2 separate regions of the Mustela erminea genome follow, and region 1 is linked to region 2. Evidence: chromatin contacts called from public Hi-C data. All regions are on one chromosome and are shown on one strand. Each heading gives the region's core, a stretch centred on a gene start, on an enhancer-like site or on the middle of the called end of the contact. The rest is flanking DNA. Distances are from core to core; before and after follow the strand shown.

Region 1 (4,317 bases), core at 950-3,449, 110 kb before region 2:
TTTACTGTTTTTAAAAATGCATAATAATTATAGTGATCTAACCTCAGTCTCTGCATTTCCTTGTTGGTCTGCTCAATAAAAAGTAGGAAAAGGGCAGAAGCTGCTTCATTAGTCAGCAAAAAGAAATTAATACGGATATTAACATCCAAGAAAAATAAGTCACTTGAAGGACTGCCAAAGTTATCGGGACCTCATTTACAATGCAAAAGGAAGAGACTCAACTGCTGTGGGCCAAGAATCACAAGGGCGAATTAAAATTAATGTGCCCAAGCCAGGCCAGGGTATCCCATCCAACAGTTTGGACTTGCTGATTCCTCGGAAAAGATTCCTAAAGCTCCATGTGTAAGCCTTGGAAAGAACCCGCAGGATCAGACACAAACCACTTACTTTTCTGTCCTTTAAAAAAAAATTTCAGAAGACTGTTTTCTAATAAGGGCAACACACTTGACAAGGTAAAGGACCTCAACGTTCCAAGTTTAGATTCGGGGACCAAAATCAACGCTTTGCTTCACCGATTGTTCACAATTTATTAACAACTGAATTGTGATGCGCAGGCTGTAACAGGGTGAGAAGAGACAGAACTCCCCCTTAGGGTTTGACAACGGTGCGCTTCACTGCCTCTCGATAATTCACTCCACACCGCATACACCCCGGACACTGGGCTGTTACAGCTCCGACAGCGTATTCTACCAGCGGTGGAACGGTGCGGTGGCAATCCTGACAAGCTTCGGCTCCCGGGAGGTTAATGGGAATTAAAACCACAGCAGCAATCCTTTGTGGCGCTTTGGCCAGAACAGCAGAAAGGAGACAATGAGCGTTCTGTGCGCAGTTCCGCGCCGATTGGCTGCGCTCTCCCCCCTGAAACCCTTGATGTCATGGGCTTGGAATGCAGGGAGGGAGGGAGGGAGGAAGGAAGGAGAGGATTTGGGGAGGGGGCCGCCTCTCATCTCTTTCCCAGACCAAAAGTCCCAAAGATAAACCCGTGCATTCTTCGGCTAGGCAGTGGCAAAGCTGAGAGTTACCAGAGCCAGATCACACCAAACTACAACCCGTCTCAGCAAATATACCCCGAACAAAAGCAACCCACGAAAATATCCTTGATATCGGTAAAGTCTAATGTACTACAAACTTCTATTTAAGAAAAAATAAAATCTCCTCTACAGCAGATATCACTCCCAAAGCGGCGCGCTCAGGCTTTGTCTGTTTTCTGCAGCAGCACAGCAGCACCGCAATTCGAAAAGTGGGAAGTGTCCGAGGCTCCCTGAGTCGGTGCACCCCTCAACGGTCCCTTCTCCGGGAAGCAAGGAACAATGGAGGGCCCAGTTCGGCCACGTAACCGCCTAACTTCGCTCGTGGCTGAATTCGGCCAAGGTTTGGGGAGGGAGAAAACGCTGGGTCGGCCAGTAGCCCGGGCCAGGGCGCACGGCGGGGTCTGCGTGCTAGGTCCCGGGCCGCACCGACGGGCCCCACCTAAGGGCGAATCACCAGGCAGGAGCGCCCCCTTCCCCGAGGGGCGCGTGCTGCAGCCACGGTCTGGCTCCGGGAACTGCAGGCTGGCGCTGCGGGGTTCCAGGAGCCCGGGAACTCGCCGCCCTCCACCAGTCCCAGCCAGCGGCGCGGACAAAGCCGGGAGAGCGCCGGGACGCCCGCGCTTCGAGTCCCGGGACGGGACCGAGAAGCGCGGCCACTCTCGCGCCGCCCCGACGTCTCCTCCCTCCAAAGCCAGACGGGCAAGGCGTGCAGAGGCGAAGCGCGCGGCCCAGCACCGCCCGAGTCCCAGGGACCCCTGGGGCGGCGTCCAGCTTCCCACCCCTCGCCCACGGCGGCGACGCCTCCACCCGAGACCCGGCGTACCTTGTTCTTGACCTCGGCCGAGAGCCCGTAAGAAGGGCCCTTGTTGAAGTGGGTCATGGTGGTTCGGGAGGCGGGAAGAGGCTGCGCTCGGCTCTGAGGGTTTCTCGTTCTAGGGTTCCCCGCTCCTGGCCCCGAGGAGTGGCCGCAGCGCGAGAGGCTCGGAGCTCGCTCCCCTGGGCGGCGCAGGAGACGCCCAGACGCGGCAGCGGGGCGCGGGCGGTGCCTCGGCTGCTCGGTCCGACTGGGTCCCGCAGAGCCTCCCGCTCTGCTCCCGAGTCCCCCCACAAACTGCCCCCACCTTCTCCCCCGGGTCTTCAGGGATTGGCCGACGGGCCGGGCCAATGGAGAGCCGCCTCCTCTCTCTTCTCCGACTAGGTGGGGGGCGGGCCAATTGAAGGGCAGCGGGCGCCGCGCTCTCTCCCCGCGCGGGGCTCGGGCCTCCGCCTCCGTCCTCACGTCGCGGAGACCCGCGGCGAGGGGCCCCTCCTCCCAGCTGGGCAGAGGGCTGGGCGGCGAGGGCGGAGCCCAGGCCCGCGGACTGGAGCCCGCCCAGCGCCGGCGTCGGGCGCCTAGGGGCTTCCCAGCAGCTCAGAATGTACGTCAACTTCCAGGCATCCGCCGCTGCGCTCGGGGCTAGCGGAGGGAGGGAAGCCCACTAGGGTCTTTTTTCCGAGCCCAGAGAGCTCTGACGCGGGGCAGGGCTCTTGCACCCGCTGCTGGGAACACCACGAGCAGCCTGGGAGCTCCTGTGCCAGAGCGAGGGCGGGGTGGGGGGGGCGCTCCTCCTACACCTGCTCCTTCTTCCGTACCTCGCCGCTTCTCACACCTGTTGGTCTGACCTCTACCCCGCTGCCGCCAAGGGAACAGACAAGGCTTTTGGCCAAATTTGAGCCCACTCAGTCTCTAAGCCTCTAAATGCAGTGCGGAAAAAAACGGGACTGTGCCATGGCAAAGCCTGGGGCATTTCAAGTCATTTTCTGGATTCGCACAGCTCTTTTTCACGAGCTTTTTTTTTTTTTTTTTAAGATTTATTTATTTATTTGACAGAGATCTCAAGTAGGCAGAGAGGCGGGGGCGGGGGGGGGCAGGCTTCCTGCTGAGCAGAGAGCCCGATGTAGCACTCAATCCCAGGACCCTGAGATCATGACCTGAGCTGAAGGCAGAGGCTTTAACCCACTGAGCCACCCAGGCGCCCGTCACAACCATCTTTATCCAGAATTCAGCTAGTCCAAACACCCAGGTGGCTGTTGCTCTCTTTAAAAAAAAATTTTTTTTAATCCAGTGGCCTCTTTGTATAGAGCTAGGTACTCTCCTTTGGGCCAGAAGTGGCCTCCATACTTCCATAGTTCTGCTTTCTCCCCACCACTTTCTTTACTCTGATTTCCAAGTAATTTGATACTTAGGAAGAAGAGAACATAACTTTCATCATTCACCCAGGCTCCTCGCACTGTACCAGATGTCCTGCAAACATTATCTCATTTACCCCTACCAACAGCTAGTAGGTAGATATCATATCCGTGGCAGAGATGAGAATGAAACTCAGACCTAAGTATCCTGGCCAAGGTCTGCCCATCTGCAAAACTTCAGCTCTTGCCATCATTTTCCTGGGCACACCTAGGACATGTTTCAACCCCTGAGATCCTCGTAGAAGAGTTTTGTTTACCAAACCCTGGCTCCTGTGCCAGAAGAAATCATGGAATCAGGAGAAGAGAAGCCAAACACCTTACCATCCTGAAACAGAAAATAATAAGGCAACTTTAAAAGAAAATGCAAAAAAAAAAAAATTAATAAAAATTTTTTTAAAATGCAAAAACCAGCTATGGACTTTGGAATGACTGGGGTCAGGGGAATGGGAGGGGGGAGGCTAATAGGGAGGAAAGTGAATGATTTATATGTGATTTGCTAACTTAGACAGGAGGCAGTAATGATAATTAAGTCATTCTTCCCACACAAATGACACAATTGAGCTACAATTAGTGAGACAAGCCGTTTGGGCTGTTTTTCCAGTAGTGTGATAGTGGCCATTTGTCATCCACAAAACCTCGCCCACTTTTCTTTTGAGTGAGAAGTGGTGGCCAGATTTGAGGTACAGTGCAGATGGAAAACATCTGCACCATTATGTTACTCTACTTATAGTTAATTCCTTGTAGAATGTTCAAGAACTATATTCAATTTTGTCATGAAAAACTTACAGACATAAAGGTAAGTTTTGTTTAATGGGAGTTATTGTTTAATAGGTACAGAGCTGCAGTTTGGAATGATGAAAAAGCTCTGGAAATGGATAGCAATGATAGTATACTTAATGCCACTGTCTACTGAAAAGTCAGTCTTTTGTAACCCTTCCCTCTTTCTCCTCTTTGCTACCCTACCTGACCAAGCAACCACTGATAGGCTTTCTGTCTCTACATATCAGTGTGTGTTTCCTAGAATTTTATGTAAATGGAACCATACTTTGTGTATTCC
Region 2 (4,324 bases), core at 1,012-3,511:
GCATAAAAGTGAAGGGAGCCTGCTAGGTTAGAGCAAGCGGAGCATTGCATTCTTCATCCAGAACTGCTTGGAAAATCTCTGTGCCCACAGTTTCTGTTTAGACTTGTTAGGCAGGTGTGTAGTTAAGTGAATGGGAATCTGGGGCCATCTTGATAAGAACAGGGCTCTCAGGTTAGCTATGCTTGATACACAGAAACTGGTGCTGGGGTATGTGATATCCTGCATTGTCTAAAGAAAATACTGAAGGCTAGGCCATGGTGAAATCTTGAGAGTTTTTAAAATTACTTTATATATTAAATAAACAAACACATAAAGAAGTCAACAAGGAAAAATTATCAATAGGCAGCTTGTATTTCGGTTTTAACAAAAGTTCCTCTGAAGACAAAAGAAGGGGACAGAGTTTCAGGAAGCTAAAATTTAGGCCTGGCTATGACCTTTGGCCAGACATTCCTAGGGGTTGCAGCATCTGAGAAATCCAAATGAAGGCATCTTCATAGACATATTGTTTTTGTTAGCTTATACTTTTGCCTTGAGGGAAATGTCCCTGACCCTCTTTCATGTCCTACTAATGGGATGCAGGACATAAAGGAAGCTTCAGCCAACACTTTCCCACCCCCAGACCCAATATTTTGTTCAGGAGTGACATGCAACCCAAGCAGGGTCAGTCTTTCCTGGATTCTGGACCCAGGAAAAGCTGTTTCTTTGAATGACACTTTGGGCTGTTAAACTTGTTCTGAATCCATTCCACTGGGGCCAAGAAATGGATACTTGTCTTAGTGTTCCTCTATTCACCAAGCTTTTCTGTAACAACTCAAAAGTGACTACCATTTTTGATACCAAAACATGGTATTCTGCATTCCTAAACCAGAAATCAACAAATGAACAGTAGAATCTATCATAGATAGAGTTTTAGCTTATATATGAAGATCATGAAATCTATGTTGGTCTTGGCAGGGATGGAGGGTGGGGGGACCTGCTCCTGGGTGTCCTTCTTTCAAAACCTCTACACACGTTCCTCATCTATCTACTTACTCCTTACATCCCTGCTACTCCTGGTCCGATGATTGCTATCTCTCATGATAACTACACTAGTCTCCTAATTAATCTCTACTTCATCTCTGGATCCCCTATGCTTTATTCTCTACAGAATTGCCAGAGATTATAATGTAGAGCAGACATTCCCTTTCATTCTCCTGCTTAAAACTCCCTAAACGCTTGTGATGAAATCCAAATTTCTGATCATTCCTTGTTCACCCACCAGTCATACCAGCCTTCCTTCTGCTGTGTGAATGCATCAAGCTCACTCCTTCCTGAGGGTCTTTTTGGCTTATTCTGAGTGGTCTGCTGTGCCCCCCAGATTGGCTCAACTCAGGTCTTGCTGGAACATTATCTCCTCAGAGAGGAGACAGGCTCCCCACCGGCCCCTCCTCTAATACGCAGTCACCCTTCGCCACACTGTCTTATTTTACCATCTTCACAGCAATTACTCATACTCCCAATTAACTTGTTCATTTGTGTGTTCAACTGTTGTCTGCCTCTCTGTTCAAAAACAAGCTCCACGAGAGAAAGGATTTCATCTCGCTCACGGCTGAAATCCCAGTGTGCACAACAGTGTTTCACACAACACAGATGCTTATCAGTACTTGCTGAACAGATCAATGACTGTCACTGTAATTTCTAGACATTCAGACTGTGGTCTGTGCTGGAGAAGATGCTGACTCTTTACCTCAATACATCTCGGCGTAGCTGTGTATATCCTGCAGTTCGTGCAGATCCTGCAACATGACCCAGTCTTTAGCACACCCCTGGTACCAAAAGACAAAAAAGTGACATTCTCTCCCCACCATATTTTAGAAAAAGACATATACTAGTGAGACACCCTTTCCATCCATCTAAGCATCCTCATTACGAAGGGGCAGAGGCCATGTGCTCTATAGTACTGTGTATACCCACGGAGCCTCCCAGTGTTTCCCACACATGCTTGACTGAGGCATAATGAAATGTATAGTAGAAGACAGACAAGAAAGGAAGAATGCTTATAAAAAAAAAAAAGGAATAGATTATTTTTCAGGCTTCTAGTTTGTCTGAAATTATGTGAAACACTGAGTTAAATGCTAATAGTATATGACAACTTGTAACTTTCAAAGTATCTTCCAGAATTACATCACTGCTAAAACCCACAAACATATCTGGCATTAGATCTGTGACAACCTAAATAGAAGTTTATAGTGATTTAGATGGAAATAATTCCACCAAGAATCCAGATGGCATCATAAACCACAACACAGCAGATTAAGTGGTCTATGAAGTCATTCTTTGGGGTTACCACACACTGAAATGTACAATATGTTTATTATTTAATGAATGCCACACTATTGCAGAATCTTGGAAACAAGACAAAACTAAAATGGTAAGATTTCATTCAACCAAAAATGGTTTCAGCTTTCTTTCATAACTATTTTTTCAATAATGTGAAGTATAGCATATATTAAAAAAATATGTTGGATGGTCCCATATTCTGAAATCAAAATGACCATAATTGACTGCATGCACAAAAATGTTTTTATGTGCATGTCCTTTAAGTACATGGTAGTTGCTTACTTCATGGTAGCTGATGAAGAAGGGCCATGAAGGAGTGAAGGGGCCATGGGTTCCAGACTGGGTCTGGCCGAGAACCAGCTCTGTCCCTTTGGATGAGTCAAGCTCTCTGGACTTCAGTCTCTCACAAGGAGGCCTGGAAAGATCATGGATCCTCAACCAGCCACCATGACTCTACAACTGGCTCTGAAGTCTGACTTGTCAACAACAAGCCAGGTTGCTGCTCTAGGCTTGTCCATGGCTTTCAGCCACTCCTCACTTTACCTTGGGAAGCCTTTCCCTACTTGGAGGTCTGGGCTTCAAGGAAATAAAAAAAGTCATTTGTTCTTAAAATAATTAGGGGAGTCTGGCCCCCCAAATTCCTACTGTCCTTTATAATGAATAAGAGTTGTCCTCTTCCCAGGCTTGTATTGTCCCCTCCTTCTGCCAACAATAACCAACTTTCTTTTGGGTAACTCACCCCTTTCCCCTTCTAAGGCAGACAGTTTGGGTGGGATTTCAGCTCCTGCCTCATTCACCCCCAAACCTCTAGTCCAAGAGTAGGCCTGAGATGGCTTAAGCAACATGGGAATAACCCTCATTCCTGGCCACAACAACTGGCTGAAAGATGGGACTATAAGCCAACTGAAGACCATGAGACTGGAGACCTCTGCTGTGGCTTCTGGGAAAAAAGCTTCACCTTCTTGGTCTCCTACATGTTCAATAATGTGAAGTATAACATATATTAAAAAATGTATGTTAGAGAGATATGTAAGAGACTTTCTTCCCTACACACAGGCTAGCACAAAGATAGGAAGCCAGGAGGGACTACTGGTTTTTGCCACCCTGAGGGGAGAGAATGGAGTTGACAGAGGCAGCACCATGGGGAGGGAGGCCAATGGAGCTGACCCTGCAGGAGACAGAGCAGAGAGACACTATTCCTAGTGAAATCCCTGGGCAGTTGGACCAAGTCTCACCCAGAAGTAAGACTGAATTTTTCCCATTTTGTAAGTCAACAAATTCCCTTTTAATTGTTCAAGTCATTTTGGGGTTTAGTTTTCCACTTATAGCTGAAACACTCTTCCTTTTAGCTTTAAAACAGTCAGAATTCACAGTGCCTCAGTGGCTGAGTCAGTTGAAGCATCTGACTCTTGATCCCAGCTCAGGTCTTTATCTCAGGGTCACGAATTCAAGCCCTATATTGGGCTCCATGCTAGGCAGGGAGCCTACTTAAAGAAAACAAATGAAAACAAAAATGATATGAATTTAAGACCATTGTCCCTTTTTAAAAAAGAAAATATATCAGTAACATAGACAAATACTGAATTTCAGAGTTGTATTTTTCACTGTGAGCACAGATTCATTCATTCATTAAATACTCTAGTGTACCTACCAGGTGACAGGAACTGGGCTAGAAACACAAGGGTAGGTAAGACATTCATAAGGAATTCATTACAGTGTGGCAGAACGACCCAGAAAAACTAGTCACTGCAATCAGAGAGATTAATACAACAAGAGACATAGTTATTAAATATAAGGTTAGCACCAAGTAAGAAACGGTGGACTATACTTTGATAAACTAAGTCAAGCTTTATGGAAAAGATACTTGATATGACTTAGAAGGATATGAAATTTACCAAGCATGCAGAGAGGGGGAAAGGGGTCTTCCAGACATGTTCAGAGTGACATATGAAATAGCACGGGATATTTGGGAAATTATGTTCTGGTGTACCAAGAGCACAGCAGA

The links. Hi-C and Micro-C count contacts between places; a contact is called where the count stands out from the background.
Region 1: a Hi-C map of fibroblasts shows a contact between it and region 2, with 4 times the contacts expected there. The contact joins the promoter of CNN3 here to the enhancer-like site in region 2. A contact is called at or near these places in 2 of 3 Hi-C or Micro-C datasets (fibroblasts and skeletal muscle).

Annotation. Positions count from the first base shown.
Region 1 is chr10:29,343,371-29,347,687 of mMusErm1.Pri, reverse strand. CNN3 (calponin-3) reads right to left here and starts at 2,199. Exons shown (of 7, transcript XM_032360598.1): 1 at 1,855-2,199. The coding sequence starts at 1,911.
Region 2 is chr10:29,233,593-29,237,916 of mMusErm1.Pri, reverse strand. All of the region lies in intron 2 of ALG14 (UDP-N-acetylglucosamine transferase subunit ALG14 homolog), which reads right to left. Among named protein-coding and RNA genes, the nearest start is that of ALG14, 28 kb to the right of the region's middle. Within about 2 kb of position 2,261, the one cell type or tissue checked has open chromatin away from gene starts, as enhancers often do. A contact at or near this core is called in fibroblasts, where this site is marked.